Regions from separate parts of the Sus scrofa genome. Here region 2 is linked to region 1. The links are chromatin contacts, called in public HiChIP or PLAC-seq maps. All regions are on one chromosome and are shown on one strand. Each heading gives the region's core, a stretch centred on a gene start, on an enhancer-like site or on the middle of the called end of the contact. The rest is flanking DNA. Distances are from core to core; before and after follow the strand shown. Region 1 overlaps INO80 (DNA helicase INO80). Region 2 holds the start of DLL4 (delta like canonical Notch ligand 4).

The links. HiChIP or PLAC-seq counts read pairs in DNA pulled down with a chosen protein or histone mark.
Region 2: a contact with region 1 is called in an H3K27ac HiChIP or PLAC-seq map of skeletal muscle. The contact joins the promoter of DLL4 here to the enhancer-like site in region 1. A contact is called at or near these places in 1 of 5 promoter capture datasets (liver), 15 of 47 Hi-C or Micro-C datasets (embryonic fibroblasts, fetal skeletal muscle, heart right ventricle and 6 more) and 2 of 2 datasets of contacts at active chromatin or transcription factors (alveolar macrophages and skeletal muscle).

Annotation. Positions count from the first base shown.
Region 1 is chr1:130,336,279-130,339,834 of Sscrofa11.1, forward strand. It overlaps INO80 (DNA helicase INO80), which reads left to right. Exons shown (of 36, transcript XM_003121588.5): 33 at 897-1,052; 34 at 1,372-1,531; 35 at 2,841-3,056. Among named protein-coding and RNA genes, the nearest start is that of CHAC1, 25 kb to the right of the region's middle. Within about 2 kb of position 1,308, at least 3 of the 83 cell types and tissues checked have an H3K27ac peak or open chromatin away from gene starts, as enhancers often do. A contact at or near this core is called in skeletal muscle, where this site is marked.
Region 2 is chr1:130,384,598-130,388,152 of Sscrofa11.1, forward strand. DLL4 (delta like canonical Notch ligand 4) reads right to left here and starts at 1,814. Exons shown (of 11, transcript NM_001244418.1): 1 at 1,439-1,814; 2 at 1,058-1,327; 3 at 523-580. The coding sequence starts at 1,504.

The sequences.
Region 1 (3,556 bases), core at 58-2,557:
CTAGTCTGGGCTGCCATTTCTATCCATTTCCTCAGGTTCTCTTTTATGACTCTACTTGTAAATCTCCAACCATTGCTTACTACTATTCAGAAACAGTATCAAAGAAGAAAAGGTAGTATTCTCATACAGGACGTTGTAGGGCCTAGTGAGTTTGCAGCAGGTGCCATCCCTACTCTCAACATAGAAGTTGTAGAAATTCCCAGTGATGATATAAACTACGCAATGACATACCATATTCACCCTAATATAGGTCTAGATACAAATGTAGTTATGTGCAGTGGGTAGCTGTGAGGCCCAGAATTTTCCAAGCACATCTGTGATTCCACATCTCTAATCTGTGACAGAGCCCTACTGAACTTGGCTCTAGAACTGTTTCAGTGTAGCTCAGTAACTCAGCCCTTAAGCATCTGCATGTAAATTAAGGAAATAATGACAAAAGCCACCTCAGTATTCCTTGTATGTGAGAAGAACCTTCATTCTCCTTAAGCATATTTAAAAAGAAGGCAGAGTAAAAACAGATGTGTGGAGGGATGCACTGGCCCTCCCTCTTGTGAGATTGCATCAGTTCAGCCCCTGCTAAGTGCTGCTGCTTGGACATGCTGGAAGCTGAAGGTGCACCTCTCTCCGCAAGGACTAGTTTTGGCACAGCTCCAGTTCAGTGTGACTGGCCTTTCCACTTTCTATTATTGTGGTAGACTATGTATAGACTCTTACTAAGCCATCCCTTTCCTCCTTCCTTAGGAATCTTTTTTCGTAATATGCTAATTGGATAAAATGAAACCTAGAAGTTTTTTACAAAGAGTCAAATTTCTGTCATCGCTTTCTTCTCCAACCCCACTTTCCCTTGGTGCCTATCCTCATGCTTTCCCTGTATTTTTTGATTTGTGTGTTACCAGAAGAAAAAGGAAGATGAATTGGATGGGAAAAGGAGAAAGGAGGGCATAAACCTGGTGATCCCTTTTGTCCCCTCGGCTGATAACTCCAACCTCTCTGCAGACGGGGACGACTCCTTCATTAGCGTGGACTCGGCCATGCCCAGCCCTTTCAGTGAGGTGAGGCTCCTTTTAGATGCCTTCATTGCAGCAGTGGGGACTCTGTCCTGACCTGGTAGCCTCTGCTTTTCCTGAAATTCTCCTGCCTCCCAGGAGGGGGTTACACGTGGACTACAGCTGCTGTAGTCCATAAGGAGAAAAGCAAATGAGATCAGGCTGGCTTCTCTGGAACCAAAGCAGGAGGTTTGACTCTCAGGAGTGAAGCCAGGCAGGAGAGGGAAATGGTGGTGAAACCTGAGACGCACACCCACACACAGGCACGAGGGCTGTGGGCGCTGGGCACTAGGAGCAGTGGTGACCATGATGCTTCTTCCTCTAGATCTCCATCAGCAGTGAGCTGCACACTGGCTCCATTCCACCCGATGAGAGCAGCAGTGACATGCTGGTCATTGTGGATGACCCAGCCTCCTCAGCCCCTCAGTCTCGAGCCACCAACTCTCCTGCTTCCATAACAGGCTCTGTCTCAGACACTGTGAATGGTAAGTGATGCTGCTAGCCTATGCAACCTGGGTGAGGTACTGATTCCTGCTAGGATAATGGCGTTTTCAACTTTCTTTAAAAAGGAATGGAGTAGGAGTTCCTTTTGTGGGGCAGTGGAAACGAATCTGACTAGGAACCATGAGGTTGTGGGTTCGATCCCTGGCCTCGCTCAGTGGGTTAAAGATCTGGCATTGCTGTAAGCTGTGGTATAGGCCAGCAGCTGTAGCTCTGATTCGACTCCAAGCCTGGGAACCTCCATGTGCTGTGGGTGCGGCCTAAAAAGCCAAAAAAAAAAAAAAAAAAAAAAAAAGGAATGGAGTAAAGCAAAAAGGATTTGTAGATAGAACTAGAGACTCTCATACCACATAAACCCAGAAAGAGAAAGACAAATACCATATGATATCACTTATAAGTGGATTCTAAAATATGGCACAGATGAACCTATCTACAGAACAGAATCAGACTCATGGACATGGAGAACAGACTTGTGGTTGCCAAGGGAGAAGGGTCGGGAGTGGGGCGGACTGGGAGTTTGGGGTTAGTAGATCCAAACTATCCCATGTGGAGGGGGTAAGCAATGAGATTCTGCTGTATAGCACAGGGAGATATATCTAATCACTTGTGATGGAACATGTGAAAGATAATATGAGAAAAAGAAAGTATGTGTGTGTGTATAAATGACTGGGTCACTTTGCCATACAGCAGCAATTGACAGAGCATTGTAAATCAACCATAATTAAAAAAAAGAATTTGTAGCCTCATTTTCTCTTAGCCCATTCAAGGGAAAGGGAGAAGGAAAAGGAAAAGGTTTAGGGAAAGCGAAGTAAGAATTTCATAAAGATTTCAAACTTCTTTATTTTCTAGTCATCCCTGTCTTTCCTATTTCACTCTTACTTTGCTAGTTTTTAATTAAAGTGAGGGATTCTGTGGGACCCAGTGTTGCTGCTGTTTCTCAAGGAGTTCTAGGTTTAAAATTTGGGAGTAAAAGTTGACTGAGTAAGGAGGACATTGGAATGTGCAGGTGAATACAGACAGCAGGTCCCTGGGTTCATTTAGTAATAATCTGGTTTAAAGAAGAAATTCAGGAGTCACAGAACCACTCTTGTAGAATGAAAAGCAGCTTGAGGTGTTGGCTCTTTTAGCTGTTTACAGTTCTTACTAATTCTGCATGACTCTGTGGCCCTGCCATTAAACTGGGACATAGACCTCCCTGGGAGTCCTGAAAGCCATCTTCCCTGTCCAGGAGAATATTATGTTAACATATGAAAAGGTTGACTTTTTTCCCTTTTGGCCCATTTGTTCCCACAGGAATTTCCATCCAGGAAATGCCAGCTGCAGGACGTGGTCACTCAGCCCGAAGCCGAGGCCGCCCCAAAGGTTCAGGAAGCACAGCCAAAGGAGCAGGGAAGGGCCGGAGCCGGAAGTCCACTGCAGGCAGTGCTGCTGCAATGGCAGGGGCCAAAGCAGGGGCTGCAGCGGCCTCCGCAGCTGCCTATGCTGCATACGGGTACAATGTGTCTAAAGGTATGCAGGCTCCAGGAGGCTGCAGGCTCTGTTCTGGTTGGGGGCAGTCTAGAGGGTCTAGTGAGCATTCTGCTGAGTAGAGTGGTTGGGGTCCCCCAGACTGAAGTCTCCTTCCCAAAACCCACATGGGATTCTGACTCTGCACTGAGCAGTCCTGACTCTCCTCTTGTCTTTGTGACTCAGCACAATGGTGGAAGTAACTATAAAAAGATAGCGCTGAACTTTTTTTTTTTTCCTGTCTTTTTAAGGCCACACCCGCGGCATATGGAAGTTCCCAGGCTAAGGGTCGAATCAAAGCTACAGCTGCCAGCCTACATCACAGCCACAGCAGCTTGGGATCCAAGCCATGTCTATAACCTATACCACAGCTCACGGCAACTCCAAATCATTTAACCCACTGGTCGAGGCCAGGGATCAAACCTGCGTCCTCATGGATACTAGTCGGATTCATTACCAGTGAGCCATGACGGGAGCTTCTGAAGTTTTTGACCATACATCTT
Region 2 (3,555 bases), core at 564-3,063, 49 kb after region 1:
AAGAGGTCAAAATGGGGTGGGGGGAGAAAAAGAAAAGCTCTCCAGGCCTTTGAGGACTCTGGGAGCAAGGGGTCCTCTGGTGCCCATTCAGGGGTTCTGCCCTCAGAGATGGGTACTGCTTTTCTTTTTCCTTTTCAAAGTGAGGATTGTTGTGCTGCTGAAATATCCTTTTCCTCTGTGTCAGAACAACATCCCAAAGCCATTATTCCCTTTCCAAAGGAGCGGAATTCGCGAAAGGTGTAAAATACAGGAAGGGGCCCGTCAGCGGCGCTGGCAGCTTCGGCCTTTCTCACCGCCGTGCTCCCCGCGTTCCCACGCCAAAAATAACCCGCAGGAAACGCAATTGTGCTCAGAGTCCAGGCAGCGGGCGGAATCTGAGCGTCCAGCGCGGGGCGCAGCTCCCGGCCAAGCTAAGCGTCCTGCCCCCCACCCTCCACCCCGCACTTCCCCCGCCTATTTCAGATTAACTCTTTCGGCGCTGCGCCGTGTCGCCCCCCTGTGGCCGCGGAGCGAGCTACTCACCTGGTCGCAGGTCGTCTCCTGGCGCGTGCCAAGCTTCGATGATGAGTGAGAAAGTACCCTGGGAACGGAAAGGAGGGGGCGGGGGAAGACAGAAAGAAAGCAAGTTGAACAGGGGGTGGTGGGAGTGCCTTGTTGCAGCCGGTTTAATTAATCTAATTGCAGGATACAGTTACTGTACCCGAGTCAACATAACGGGCTCATCATCCCGCGCAAGCAGGGAAGGGGAAAGAACCCCGGGTAGGAGGAGGGTTGAGGGATGGGGGAATGTACGTGAGACTCATTCGAAGGTAGAGGACCCGCTGGGGTGGTAGGTGATGAAAATCGTATTTCAAGAGCTAGGGGAACAGAGGGCGCAGAACAGGGAAGAGAGAGACGAGTGAGAGCCTACTAGAGGGTGAGGTCCCAGGCATCGAAAGAAAGGATCCTAAGAGAGCGCCCCACTTTTTTGGAAGGGAGTGAGGAAATCTAGGGAGAGGGCTTTAATCTCAGGGAGATCCCTTCTCTCGGCCTCCCAGTGAGCCCAGACTGTGCTCACCGGCCAGGTGAAATTGAAGGGCAGTTGAAGAGGGTTGCGTCCGCCGCCGCTACTGTCGTCCCCGACGGCGAAGGAATTGGTGCCCAGCACAGGCGTGGAGACGCTGCCGAAGGTGCAGGGCCCGGGCGAGACGACCGCCTGAAAGTGCTTAAGGCAGACGCGGAAGAAGGTCCGGCAACCGGGTTCGCACCGCCGCCCGCTGGCTAGTACGCCGCGCTCGTTGGCAAACTCCTGCAGCTGCAGCTGGAAGACGCCGGAGCCGGCCGCGCGCTATTGCACAGGGACGGAGGGAAGGAGGAAGGAGAGCGGTCAGGTCGGCGGACGCCAGGGGCTGTAGCCCGCGGCGCGGTGGGAAGGGGCGGAGGGGGCGCGGGACGTTACCTGCTGCCAAAGTGCCACTAGCAGCAGTAGCGCCCAGCCAGAGGGGCTACGGGACGCAGCTGCCATTCCCCGGGGCGTCGCTCTCTCCACCCGCCGACCGTGAAGCTTTCCCGCGCGTCCAACCGCCGGAGGGGTCCCTGAAAAGCCAGGCTCCACTCGGGGCTTTCCTCACGCCTCGCTTTCTCGCTAACTCCGCTCCAACTGCCGCGGTAGGTAATCCAGGTGAGGACGACCGGGCGGCGACCGCTCTGAGGACGTGTCCTCGGGCTAATCCTGGGGCTGTAAGCAGACGAGGGCCCGGGTATACTGCACTGAGGCGGCTTGAACTGCGGCTCTTGGCCTCGCGTTCCCAGTCTGCGCTCAGCGCCGCTACTGAAACCTGCGCGTTCGGGAGCTTTCCTTATATATATTGGCTCCTCTCTTAACCCGCCTGTCACTCAGACTCGTGGTCACTCTCCCCTCCCCTCGAGCCTCTAGCTGCTACAGCCCCAGCGCCGCCCGGAGGGGGCCTCCGCCCCCGCCTTCCCCCCTCCCCGTCAGCCAGTCAGGCACAGGTCCCCGCCCCTCCGTGCAGCTCTCAGCCCCTGGATCCCCCAGCTCAGCGCTTGTCGAAGAAACCAATTCTCCACAACTGGGGGTTACAAGCCGCGACCCCGGCTGTGCGAGGATAGGGGGAGGGCCGAGAGGAATGGGGCGGGAGGTGAGCGAGTGTTTCCCGGATGGCTGTGGGGGCGGAGACATTGGGGAGTCCCCGTGGGTGGTGTGTCCGCAGCCGGCATTAGTTACCTGCAGCACTAGAGCAGGTAAAAAGAACTTAAGCTCAGAAAGCGAAACTAGTGCTAAAGAATTCCAATCTCCACCTTCCCCAAGCTTCGGGAGCCCTGGCGTCGCCCGGCCGCAACCTGTGAGCGTCCACCCACCACGCCCCCTCCCCTGTACAGCAGGGAAGCTAGCGGAGGCATTATCCTTTCAGTGGCCACTCGGGGCAAGGCGAAGAGCCAAGCGTCTAAGACTCAGGGGCTCGGCCCTCCACCTGGTTGGCTTCTCCCACTCCGGTTGCGCGGGGGTAGGGGGCGTCCAGAGCGTGCCTCCTTCCTTCTGCCTGCCCCTTCTGCCTCCCGCCTGGGCTCTGTGCGTGCCAGTCCCCAGACGCACAGTCCCGGTGCAGGGGATAGGAGGCGTGGTCCGGGAATAAGGGGGGCGCGTCCTCAGCTGTATGGTAATAAGGGTCTGGCCCCGCCTCCAAGCGCCTCCCCTCACCTAGGTTTAGCTTCAGCTTCAGCTCCAGCGCCCACCTTCTCCCTCCACCCCAGCTGCCCCAAGCCCCCGACCGCCCGCGTCCTGTCGCTCCTTTGAGGCAGGGAGGAACTCCCCTGGCTCCTGAGTTGGCTGAAGCCACTAGCGAGTCAACGTGAGAGGCTAAGTCTGGGCAGACCCGGGTCCTCTCCTCATACGGCGAAATGTAGGGTGGAACTGGAAGCGCGGGGACTCGTTTAAGTTTCAGGCAGTTTCACCGTCTTGCCTTCGCAGCTCCCTCGGGTGGCCCCACTTCTCAGAGCGGCGGCAACGCAGCTGCTTTCCCGGAACCGGCGTGATCCCCGGAGGCTTTAGACTGGGGAGAGCCGGCTTCTACTAGTGTCGGGGGTGCCGGAGAGTTCTCTCTGCGACGCTGAGGGTGGCGGGGGCTCTGTGGCTTCAGCTGTCAGCCCGCCCGCACAGCGATGGCTGTCGTCCGGCGATAAGATCAGCGCAGGGGCGGGGGGAGCAGGGACGCGTTGCGGGCCCCGGGGAGACTTGGGGTTGGGGGGCGGCGCGAAGCCCAACAGCTGCCCAGGCCGCGCATGGGTCTGATTTTTTTTTTTTTTTTTTTTTTCTTGAGGGTGGTGGCGGAGGACTCGGGGAGAAGGATGAGAAACAAGAGGTTGGGAGCGTGGGTTGGGGGAGGGGCGAGGTGAGGAGACGGGCTCCGGGGTCCCCCACGCACGGCCACCCCTCCCAGCCACCATCTGGCGCGAGCGGGTTGGCGTGGGGAACCGAGGTGGGGCGGGGGCCGGCAGATGGGCCCAGGCTGCGCTCCAGAGTTAATGTAGGTTATGGACAGGCGGAGTCCCCAGACC